Linked DNA regions of Zea mays: region 2 is linked to region 1. Evidence: chromatin contacts called from public Hi-C data. All regions are on one chromosome and are shown on one strand. The core of a region is the stretch at or near the end of the contact, and the rest is flanking DNA. Distances in the headings are between cores, read along the strand shown.

Region 1 (5,793 bases), core at 1,097-3,596:
TTCTAGACATAAACATAGATACAAACATACACCACTCCATATAATATATATAGATAAACAATTGATAGATTGCATGATATAGCTAACTTCTACAAGTTCTAAGTTCACCCATGTATTCTAATATCAACAGAGATTCGCAAAACATCAACAAAAAAACATAGAATCTCATCTGAAAACAAGATTTACAGAATTTGGTACCCATCATTTAATTTGTCTCAGTTCGGTCTTCTGCTGATACGTACCCTGGTGCTATGAAAAAATTGTACTGGGATAGCAGTAGCACAAGAAGATAGCTACAACCATAAAGATATTATAATGATCTAGTCCTACTTGAGCGACATGCGCTCCTACAGACTGGAAGAGCTGAAACTGGTCCAAACTGTCAACTTGATGATGCATACTCTTCTGAACAGGATGCAGACGTTGAGGTGTCAATTCATACGGCGCACCCACTGCCCCAACCGGAGCTGCTTCATTGGACGACCAACATAGGGCTTGCCTTTGCGAGGACACTTCCATTTGCTGCTCGGCTCTGGTGCTGGAGATGCGTTTACTTCTGAAAAATTAGTCCTATCCGCCAAGGGACGTCTGGTTTGCTCTTGGACCAAAACCTTCTGGTCTGGAATGCTGACATTCTCTTTTAAGTTCCTCTTTTGCTTCTCTCCCCCAGTTAGGTGCCTCAGATTTTTATTTGTTATGTGTTCCTCTGGTTGCTTCCTTTTCCTCTTTACAGCGATAAAACCATCTGATGCAACTATTTCTTGTCGCCTTTTACTGTCTGATGAAAGCTTGCAGCGGTCAGCTTCCCCTAGGGGAGAATTCTCTTCACTGTCAGTTTCGCGTAATGCACAATTATCTTCAGTCTCAGCTAAACTGGGTCTGTTGCGACTAACAATATGTGTGCTGTGGTCAACACCATCTTGGATCTTTTCCCCAGTCCCAGCTCGAGTGATATTGTTAAAACTGCCAGGCAATTCAATATGGCCGTTGATGTCTTCTGCAAAGCCTTCTCCAGTATCAGCCAAAAGTGCATCATCACAGTTAGCAGACGTTTTACTCTCAACCTCCTCATCTGCAGGGGTGCTTTCTCGAGTGTCAGCTGAACTAATACGATCAAAATTGACCAGCGCCTTGTGCTCAATTGTGGCTTCTTGGCTATGTCTAGTAGCATCAGGCAAGCTTGTTGTGCAATCTATTTTTTCTGAATGCGTCTCACATATTTCATTAAGAGGAAGGCTTCTACAATCTGGCACGTGCTTCAGTGCATTTAGCTGCACAGGGAACAGACCATGACTTTCAGTTGCATTAACTTCCTCAACCTCACTAAGAAAACTCGCTCCAAACAACGCCCGCAGGCTTTGCTTCCTTTTGGGGGCGGGCTTCGTCGCATTCCCATCGACCGGGACCAAATATTTTCTAGGAAAATTCTCAGGCTCAGATTGGCCTCCAAAACCACTTTCTGTCAAAGCAACTCCACCATCCTGGAGAGAACGTTTTAATGACGAATGCTGGGTACACGGTAACGAAACCAAAGTATACAGCTAGCTGGGCTAATAGCCTAATAGGTAGGAGGATGAGATTGGCAGCGAAAAATAATAATTACCTCGAATGGGTCTTGGGTCTCGCTGCCGTCGCCGCCGTCGTGATCAGCAACATGCTCCGTAACCTCAGGAGAGTCATAAACATAGCTCGAGAACCAATTCTTGATGTCCGGCGGCTCTGACGAAGAAACAAAACGCCCAACAAAGCGTCAGCACAGTCAGAGATCCAAAATCGACGCGCCAAGAAAACGCTAAGGTTCGCGAGGGATGGAAGGGAACGCACGGGAAGGGAACGAAAGGGGGTACGAACTGCACACGTAAACCTGCAACAACAGAAATCGCGGGTGAGCGAGCGGCCTGGAGGAGCGATTCCCCCGGCGAGTGCCGTACTTGACCGCGATAAGGGTTGGGGAGCAGAAGAAAGGAGGGCTCCACGATTTCGGCTCACCTGACTTCGGCCATCGGCTTCGCCGGCGCTGTCATCCATGGCGGAGCAGAGTCTAGACGGGTATAGTAGATCTGAGAGCCGACGAGCGGGCTGGTGAGTCTTGGTGAATTGGTGATGACTGACGACACTGGCGGGGCTCGGCGTTCTCATCAAAATTCAAATTCGAAATGCCCGGGAATGACGGGGGTGCCCGCCAAACGGGAAATCATTTTGATTTTTGCCTAATCTGCAAGCGGCGAGCCCGCGACAGGCCAGAATAAAGTGGGCCGGGCCGATAACAGTCTAATCCAACTTTTAGTTTTTTTACACATCTCCAACGCGAACGCGTCTTCGTTCTGTCTCCAATTCTCCGTCTCCCTCTACCCTGCGCCCACGCAGTTGTACACCCACCCTTTCCTCACGCTCTCGTCTCTCTCCACGAAACCAACGTCCCCTCCTTCCCCAGCGCCCCGGGGGAGGAACGCCGCTGCAGCCGCCGGGAGGAGTCGGTGGGCGTCCTCCTGGACGCGAAATGCCCGCCCAGAAGCTCCTGATCTCGTCGCCCACCCCGGACGACTCCGACGGCCGCGTTGCAGTGCGTCACGCCGCCGCCACCCGCCAGCGGGTGTCGGAACTCGGAAGCAGGGACGGAGCCTCACGTGAGATGGATGGGAAGTCCGTGCGTCAGGAGAGATCGTCTCATCGGGAGCCTCGCGACGGTGGTGAGATGAACGGCGCTGCAGCGCCTCTGTCTCTCGACCCACACCAACACCACACGTCGTCTTCGATAACGCTGTCCTGGGTTGTGGACTTGTGGATATGTCTGATATGTTCCGTTTTGTTTGGGCAGTTTCGCAGATCGCGACGACGAGCAGGTGGGTGGCCGCGGCAGACGAGACTGAACCGACACCTACATCGAGTCGTTCCTATCATCCTATGCGCGCCGGCACCATGGATGAGTAAGCGCCGCTCCCTGTCATCTCTCACCCTCTCCGACCTCTCCCGGATTGTTTCGCGTGGCCGTCAAGGCGATCCGACGACCCTGTCACTACCTCGTATCTAGTATTCTAGTTTGCTAATGTCCGCTAGCTCCAGCTCGTAATTGCTGCACGCTGGCATCCAGCAAGGCCTGCGGATCCGGTGAACCGGGGAGACTAGTAGAACAATGTGCGCGACGATTGCTTCATTTGGATTGTTCTCAGTATTAGCCTCTGGTCATGGCGTCCACGAGCCGATCACCAGCTAGCACTGGCACTGGCAGCAAGAGTTGTGGATCCCTGCTAGAACCATTGAACTTGCGTGGAGTTGGGCATTCGACGGTGTGCATGTTTCCACCATGGTGACTGTTCTCGTTGGATGGCGCAGCTGTGGCCTGTGGCCGCGAGTATAACAGGAGCATCACGATCCTTATCAGTACTGCAATGCTTTCGCGCGTAGCCGCCAAGGCCGTCACATCTCATGCTAGTCCCTCGAGCTCACGCTGGCCTCTTCAGGTTCTCAGTTGACAGTGCGAGATGCAATGCAAGAGCGTGTTATTTTCCTGCGCCATTAATATCTATCAAATTGGCTTCTAGTTTATGCCCTCTGCTAACAGAAGCTTCTAGAGTTTGGATTCTTGCTCAGAGCATCAACCATTTCCTTTCATCCCGAAGACTAGCTACTCCTTCATATCCTTCCTGTTAGCCATATGCCCATATATCCCAGTCAATCTTTCAACAGACGAGCGCACGATCTACGCGACCAGACATCCATGCTATCGCGCGCCCGTCCTCTGCAAGACCGGCTGGGGTATATGGCTAAGGCTAACACTTCCCTCCAGCATCCTTAAGTAAATAGGAGCACGAGGGAGTACACGTTCACAGTGAGATATAAACTTGCAACGCTGTACCAACCACAACAAAAAACTAGAGAAAAACTAATAAAGTTAGCATATCGTCATCACTTATCATTTACCAACCAGCCTGAGTGCCTGACAATTAATCTGTAGCCTAATGAACTGAAGAGTTTTTTTTATAACTCTGATCAACCCTTTTGATAACAAAACTGAACAGGTGAATTGAGGGCTTGTAACCTCTGCACGCCAACATAACCAATGTTGTCAGGAGTAGAGTTGTGTGGATAACTGAACATATCTTAGTTAGTGCTGCATATTCTAAAACATTCCTTTGCATGCTTAGCGTCTTCAGGAACAAAGGAGAATAATATTTTCATGGCTCTAGTGCAATTGACTTCTGCTACATGACTACATCCACATCGTAGGAACACCCTTGGTTTATTTGTTTTTAGTGGACCTTCCTTTTCCAGTCTTCTTACCTTGCTAGTATATTATGTCGGTAGCTTGCTCAGTTGTCAGTTCCACTGGCCACCGTTGCAAGTCGTTTGGTTTGTTGTCATGCAGTATCAAAATTGTCCTTTCTTGACTCCCCTGCCGTAAGCTATGCAGACGTTAGAGTCTACACTGTTTTGGTCTGGGATGGTTCGCCTTCAACGTGTTCTACAAACTGACGAACAGAGATAAACCACAAGCGAGTCCACTCTCTAGACTGATCTTCGCCAGTCCGCCGGGCGCCAGAGACTGGAAAGGTTGGTTGAGAACCGGCAGCCTGAGCAAAGCAAATGAACATTGGGGGAGCATCCAGACAGGCAGGCACCGCGCATCGCCGGCCGCCGGCAGAGCAGAGCCACAGAGGGGAGCCGAGAACATTGGCGCCTGTGTGCCGAACAAGACGCGCAAAGCCGGTGAGGCAGCTGCGATTTTGCCTGGTGCGTGTTCAGGAATCTCAGCCTTAATCTGAAACCAAAACACCTGTGCTGTGCGTTCTCCGTTCTCACGTGGATCGAGCGGTATGCAAATACAGCCCTCGCCTGGGAGTAGTCACTTGCAGAATCGGAGTAACAGCTGACAGTCCCAGTCCCAGCAGCCCCGGGAACGCGGAGCGTCGGTAGGGGAGCCGGCCGCGGCCCGCCTGCATGCGTTGTGCGTCGCTTGCTGCTTCCAGTCAGAGAAGCAGCAGGCGCCGGCCCCCACCGGCAGCAAGCCAGCAAGTGAGATAGACGACCCCAACAAAGCCTGTAAACCTACCACAAAACGACCACCTCTTCTTTCGCGAACCCTGCCCTTGGTGGCTTGGTTTATTTATTTTCCTCTTCCTCTCCGCCTCGGCGCCTCCCTTGCAGTTCCAGGCTCCCGCATCCACCTGACCATCTCGGCAGCTCATCCTCCCCGCCCCGTCGACCCACACCGCTTCCCCTACCTCCGTCCCAAGCACCGCAGTCTCGCCAGGGGCGGCGGGACATCGCATCGAGCCCATCGCCGCAAACCGAGAGCCAACAACCTAGGGGCAGAAAGCCAGAATGCCCGCAAAGAAGCGCCGGTTCCCATCGCTGTCTTCGAAACCCCACGGCGACGTGGCGGCTCCCACCTCTGATGCCACCTCCGGTGGAGGCGTAGAAGGAAGAGGAGGGCGCCCGCCGCTGCCGAGCAGGGGCGCCTGCAGGCCGAGGTTGACTGACCCGGAGCCACAGGGCGGACTCGAAGACGGTGAGTGAAGCTTGATGACGACGGCATCGAGATCGAGGCCGGCCTCCCTCCTATAGTCCTATCTCGTTCCCACGATGTGCATGTCGCGTTCTGTATCACCGCGCGGATATGGCTAAGAGGCGGCTTGTGCTGTGATGGGTTTGGCAGATTCGGACACGGAGGGTGACGGCGGCGCGGACGGCGACAGTGAATCCTCGCAGAGCGACGGCGGCGGCACCGACGAGTGAGCTTTCCCTCCCTCTTGGCCTCTTCCACGCTCTATCTCTCCGATCCCATTCCCGTGG
Region 2 (5,793 bases), core at 1,131-3,630, 200 kb before region 1:
CGCCGGGAAGACCTCGTCCTGAATCATCCTGACTAGCTAGACGTCCGGCTGCCCTGTCCCTGGTGCTCCGGCAGCGAGCAGCCTCTGCGGCGTCGCCTCGGCGTCGATGATGCATAGGACGTGGTGCACCGCCGCGGCGATCTCCTCCGCCGTCGCCAGGGCGCACCCTTCCTCCACCTGCGGCTCCACGCGCGAGAGAAGACGAGTGAGTTTCAAAAAGGCAGCACCCCAGACCGCGACGACCGTGTACGTGTTGAGTGTGACAGGAGCAGTCAAATCGCCGAGTCAGGCAAAAGGGCAAAGCAAAAGCCTCTGCGTGCTACCTGCTACGTTGAGGGGTCCGGCTCGGCTCCGGGGCACACAAACACATATAGCTTACTCAGCAGTCAGTCTCTGCTGTCCTGAAACACGCAGCACTAGAAAAGAAAAAGGCAGGGCAGCGGCACACAACACAATCTTTCTCTGCAGTCCACATCGATCTCCTCGCCATGTCAATGGACGACGGGCCAGGTGCCTGCTCTGCTCGCCAAGCCAAGAGAGGATTCTCCATGATCGTCCTTTTCTCCTTTACGTAGCCTTTAGTGCGAAAAAAAAGAGAACGGTGAAAATACACAGCCTTTTCTTTTTTTTACTGTACTCCTATCCTATCTGCTCGAATTTGAAGGTGTTCAGACAGGGACGTCAAAAGCCCAGTGCTACAGCTTGCCAAACGCAGCAAACAGCTTTCGAGCTCTGGACTGGACTCTCTCTCTCTCTCCCGGTCAAAAGCAAGCGCCCATGGCTCGTGGTGCAGTCGTGCTGGGCTCGCAGGGGAAGCCACTGTGGTGTGTACTGTGTTCTACATGTCTCTGTATTTGGAGATCTGGCCCAGCAGGCACAAAGTCAGTGCGATGGACAATGGTGCTGCGGTGCTACTGCGTTTGGACGCCTCTGCTGCTAGTGCGGTGCCGTGTCATACAAATGGCCTCTACACTCTACTCTCTCGGATTTTCGGTGGACGGGATGCTATACTATCTGGCATCATGTCCCTTTGTTTCGGTGGACGTAATCTAGCGATCTCCGCATCAGAGAGCTTTTTGTTGTAAAAAAGAAAAGGACAGAGGATTTTGGTCACGTACTTGCTCAGGGGCAGTGGCACCGGTGGTGACCAAAGTGCATGTTAGAGCACGGCGATAGCACCATTTCAGGCACAAGAAAACGAGCCAGTGTGTGACAAGCAACGAGGCTTTGACGACGACGGTTGGTCCGTGTCCGTGGACGGAAGGAGAAAGGGACCGTCGCTTTGCTAGCTACCCATCCGTCCGGTAGTGTGCGCCGCCGTCGTACCTTGAGGCTGAGCGTGTAGAGCGCCGTCGCGTCGACCGCGGCGGTGGCCACGTTGAGGTGCAGCACGGCGAGGCCGAGCGCCTGCATCCCGGCCACCATCCGCAGAAGCTGCCCGGGCCTCCGCGGCGCCATCACGCGCAGGCTGGCGTGCGCGTCCACCACCACGCCCACCTCCACGTCCGCCACCGCGGAGGCGCGGCTCGTCTCCTCCGCGCCGGCGTCCTCCCGCGCCGCCGCGTGCCGCCGCGCGTACTGCGGGTACCGGAAGAACCGCGCGAACGGAGGCGGGTCTGGCTCCGGCGCCGACACCTCGCTGCGCGCCGCGGCGTCCCCGCCCGCGCCCGCGCCGATGTCATCACGGCCTCGAGCCGGCTGCGCCGCGTCGTCGCGTATCGCGGCCGTGACGCTGCGCTGCTGCTGCTGCTGCAGCTGCCGCTTCAGCGCCAGCTTCTGGGCCTCCAGGGATTGCAGCTGCTGCTCCAGCTCCTTCACGAAATCGATTGCGCCACTGACCACGGACGCCTGATCGCTCTACACACATGATTACAAAACAATTCCATTTTTTTATTATTACAAACCACTTAAATAGGATCGAAGCAACAGCTGGGTGGTACACGTAGACGTGGTTTGACAAGAAGAAAAGTCACGGGATGCTATTATCTGATCTGATTAGCAAGCAAACATTCCTTTTCGCCGATCTATTTATAGCTAAGAGTTTAAGACTTAGGAAGAGAAACCACTACAAAACTTGAATCCCATCGAAACCAAGAGGATGGAACTGGAAAATGCATGGCCACAGACACAGCGAAAACGGTCCAGGTTCGGGAACGAATAGTAGCGCGTAGGATCGCGTACCCGGTGGACGTAGGAGTCCGGCATGAGCGAGCGGAGCGCGGCGAGGTACTCGTTCATCTGGCGGCGGCGGTTGCGCTCGACGGCGATGTGGGTCATCCGCTGGCTCTCGGCGTCCTCGGCGTTCTTGGTGCTCCTCTGCCGTCGCCGCCGCTTCCTCCGCCCCTGCTGCACGCTGTTCTCCCCGTTCGCCTGGGCCGCCGCCGCCGCCGGCACCTCCACCGGTGGTGCATTGCCGAAAAGGAAGGTCCCCGCAGAAGCAGCGGCGCATGCGGCGGCGGCGTTGAAGGTGTCGTAGACGAGGACGTCGCTGCTGGTCGGGCACAGAGCCTCCAGCGTCATGTCGATCGGCGATTCAGCGTCGCGTGGTATCGCACGGAGGCCAGAGCGCGCGCGCGCGCGCTGCAACGGACGTACGCGGCCGCCGCCCGGCCTCTCCTACGGCACGGGCAGCTGCTGCCCTTTTCACCTCCTCGCTGCCGACTGCCTGCCTTGGTCCTCCTCCTTCCCCCCTAGTAAGAAGAGTCTGAAGAGACACCGAGCAGCAGCTACGTAGCCGGCGCTGGTCTTGGTGCTATCCGCGTGTCTCTACTCTCCAGCGGTGGGCGCCGCACGGGGGAAGCCGCAGAATGCTAGGGCATGCATTGATGCATAAGACTGCGTGGCTGAGGCGCGCGGGCGACAGTGGACGGTGCAGTAGTTTGGAGTAGCCTGAGGGTGATGCGGGATGGGGCTTTGTGCTTGCTGCTTGGGCAGGCTGCAGGGGCAGGCAATGGGTGCGGCGGCAGCGGTAGCGGCAGCTCCTCTGCCAGCGGCGCAGATGAGTAGCAGTGGCAGGCCGGGGCCGCCGGGCCGCTGCAGGAGCTGGCGCGTCGTGGCAGATCTCGCTCGCCGCTGCAATGCTCCAAGAGATTACCACCAAAAGCTGCTTTCTTTTGACGTCGCGGTGAAATTGAAAACTCTGGTAGGCGGGGCGGGGCGGAGCTAGCTGTGATCTGTTGGCCTTTGCTCGCTCGCTCGCTCTCTCTCTCTCTCTGGTGCTGCAAGCTGCCGCCGCGGCCTCTCTCCCCCCGCTGAAAAAAGCGAGCGGGAGGGGAGAGGAGAGTAAAAGGAGAGATGGAGTGGTCTCTCACTCTCACAGTCTCACTCTCTCTCACCTCACCCCGCCACTGCCACTCTGTGGAGGGGAGGAGAGGCATAGCATAGGAGTATAGGAGTGCGTGGCGTGGGCAGTGGGCGCGCCTCGCTTCTGTCATTCTGTACTGTGGCCTGTGGGTGGTTCTCTGTTCTCGCCGCAGTTCGATATGTGGGAGTGTGGCCATGTCCGTTCTTGGTATGGGCCAATGAAGGTTTTTGAACAATGTACCCGTGCATATAAATGCCAAACGAAAGCTACCAAAACGAACCGTATATGGACGCATGCTGCCTGCCTGCCTAGCAGGTATACAGTGAACTGTTGAAGAGGGTCTTATATGCCTCCTCCATCTCCCGTACATGTACCAACCAAAAGTTGATGCTCCTCCTACTGAGCTCAAGTGATGCACACATGTGGCATACACTTCGATCAACCCAAGTGATATGCATAACATAATGACTCCAATTACAGCGATGCGAGCAAACAATCTCGCCTCAATATGGAGGTAGATTATAGCTTCGCATCGTCGGGTAAAAATGATCAAGATAAGTCAATCAAAATTATACAAGCAAGAGCGCAAATCCTTGTCCAGAAGAAGACCATAATGTAGCAGTTGTACGAAGCTAGCAACAAGATAAGTCAATCAAAATTATACGAGTATTTTTTTTTCAAGTTGCTAAATTAGTCCACCATCGACATATTTGGTGCCATGAAGAGCCCATATGTTGACCATAAAAATGCGCAAACAATTAAAACTAGACGAAAGAAGAAAAACAAAGAGGATCGAGGAGTATTTTTATTTTTTTTTACGATAATGTGATCAATAGCTGATGTAACGGACGGTATAGATTACCTGGCCTAGAACTACCATGTGAAAGGTGAAAATAATATAGGACAAACCTAGGCACATGGATTAACAGTGGGCAGAACGACAGCATGACAACAAGGGAGGCCACAATAAAGCGCTGTGTAGTGTGTACGCGTACTACGTACCACACTTTTGGCGTCTGACAGCTTATCTGCATAAGCTCGCACTTATCCTAGCCATTTATTTATATTAGAGAAGGCTTCAACTCTGTGTACATGCACTTTATGTATTGTGACTCACTAAAATTTAGGCTCTATATTTTAATTTTTATACGACAGTTATTGGGGAGTACATATTTCTATATTAAACTTATAGTTTTAAATCACTTTAAATTATAGTTTTTTTTTAGTTTGAAGAAAAAAAAACTCATTAGACAAAATCACAAATTCGACAACATCTGACCGGTGTTATCACAGCAATAATTAACAACTTAGAATTGTTTATGTTGTTAGATAAGGATAAAAATTTGATAACTATGGTACAAAGACAAATAAACAAATCATAAGATAATAATTTATTTATACTAGTTAGTTGTACAGGTGTTTGCCTGAAACCATATTAAAATTTGGCCACCTGAAATATAGGAGAAATGTCATGCACTTGCTTACTTCTTGTTCCCAAATTATACTCCCTCTATTTTAAACTGCAAGACAATTTACATACTCTTGATGTATTGAAACATATACAACTAGATACATACCAAAAATAAGTATATATTATTGGATACTAAAATATATATCTTATAATTTGGAGGGAAGTAGCAGACTGTAGACATAATTAGCTATACCTACAACAAAAGTTATTAGCCAGCATGGATCCTCGATCAACTTTTTGGTCCTCCTTCCTAGATCAAGATGCGATACGGACTCTAGGTCTCGATAGACACGAAGTACTCCTACTACCTGCTAGCAATGTTTCTACGTGCAAATCTCTGTGCATGCCTACTGTTACTGTATATTATACGACAACAGTACTACATATACTATATAGCAGAAGTACCAACTAGTACCGGCACATATAGCCATTAGGAATGTCTTCTGGCCCCACACACGATGAACAGAACAGACTCATGCGGCAACTAGCTGATGACACGACCATTAGCAAACAAAATCAGAATACATAGGATACAACTTCGATGCCAATCTAGACAGCTTTTTAGACCATATGATATGCATGCGTATTGATTATTGAATCACACACACGCACGCACAAGCCTTGAGGCATAAAGGTCGGGTTGTCGTCGTCTTCATCGTCTGATCCTCCGACCTCCGTAGCTGCAGTGGTTTCGTTCTCTTGCACGTATAGAGAGTACTAGTACATGCAAAGCCATCGGTCGGATCAGGGACCACGCATACATTAATACTGGTAGTACTTACATTATTAAGGCGTCCCGAAATCTGTATCTTCGGCATTTCCCATGTGCATGCGTGAGAAAATTAAAGGCAGGGAAGGAGGTCATGCATGATCAGTCGTCAGGATTGATGATTGATCCGGTGACGATACTACTAGCCAGGAGTACTATCTCTTGCTATTAAAAGATACAAGACAATTTTAGATTAAAAATCTTAGATATTTTTTTTCAAATTACCCATCTACTGTTATATTCTCTCTC

What was found. A called contact is a pair of places that touch in the nucleus more often than the background predicts.
Region 2: a contact with region 1 is called in a Hi-C map of root tip, with 5 times the contacts expected there. The contact joins the promoter of LOC100381462 here to the promoter of LOC100279610 in region 1. A contact is called at or near these places in 6 of 25 Hi-C or Micro-C datasets (ear, endosperm, leaf and 2 more).

Annotation. Positions count from the first base shown.
Region 1 is chr10:138,107,033-138,112,825 of Zm-B73-REFERENCE-NAM-5.0, reverse strand. It overlaps LOC100279610 (putative RING zinc finger domain superfamily protein), which reads left to right and starts at 2,346. Exons shown (of 10, transcript NM_001357900.1): 1 at 2,346-2,690; 2 at 2,819-2,927. The coding sequence starts at 2,501. LOC100304215 reads right to left here and starts at 2,065. Exons shown (of 4, transcript NM_001165665.1): 1 at 1,990-2,065; 2 at 1,825-1,864; 3 at 1,604-1,719; 4 at 95-1,481. The coding sequence starts at 2,028. The coding sequence ends at 432.
Region 2 is chr10:138,310,503-138,316,295 of Zm-B73-REFERENCE-NAM-5.0, reverse strand. It overlaps LOC100381462, which reads right to left and starts at 2,380. Exons shown (of 3, transcript NM_001174298.1): 1 at 2,182-2,380; 2 at 1,327-1,857; 3 at 1-177. The coding sequence starts at 2,277. The coding sequence ends at 37.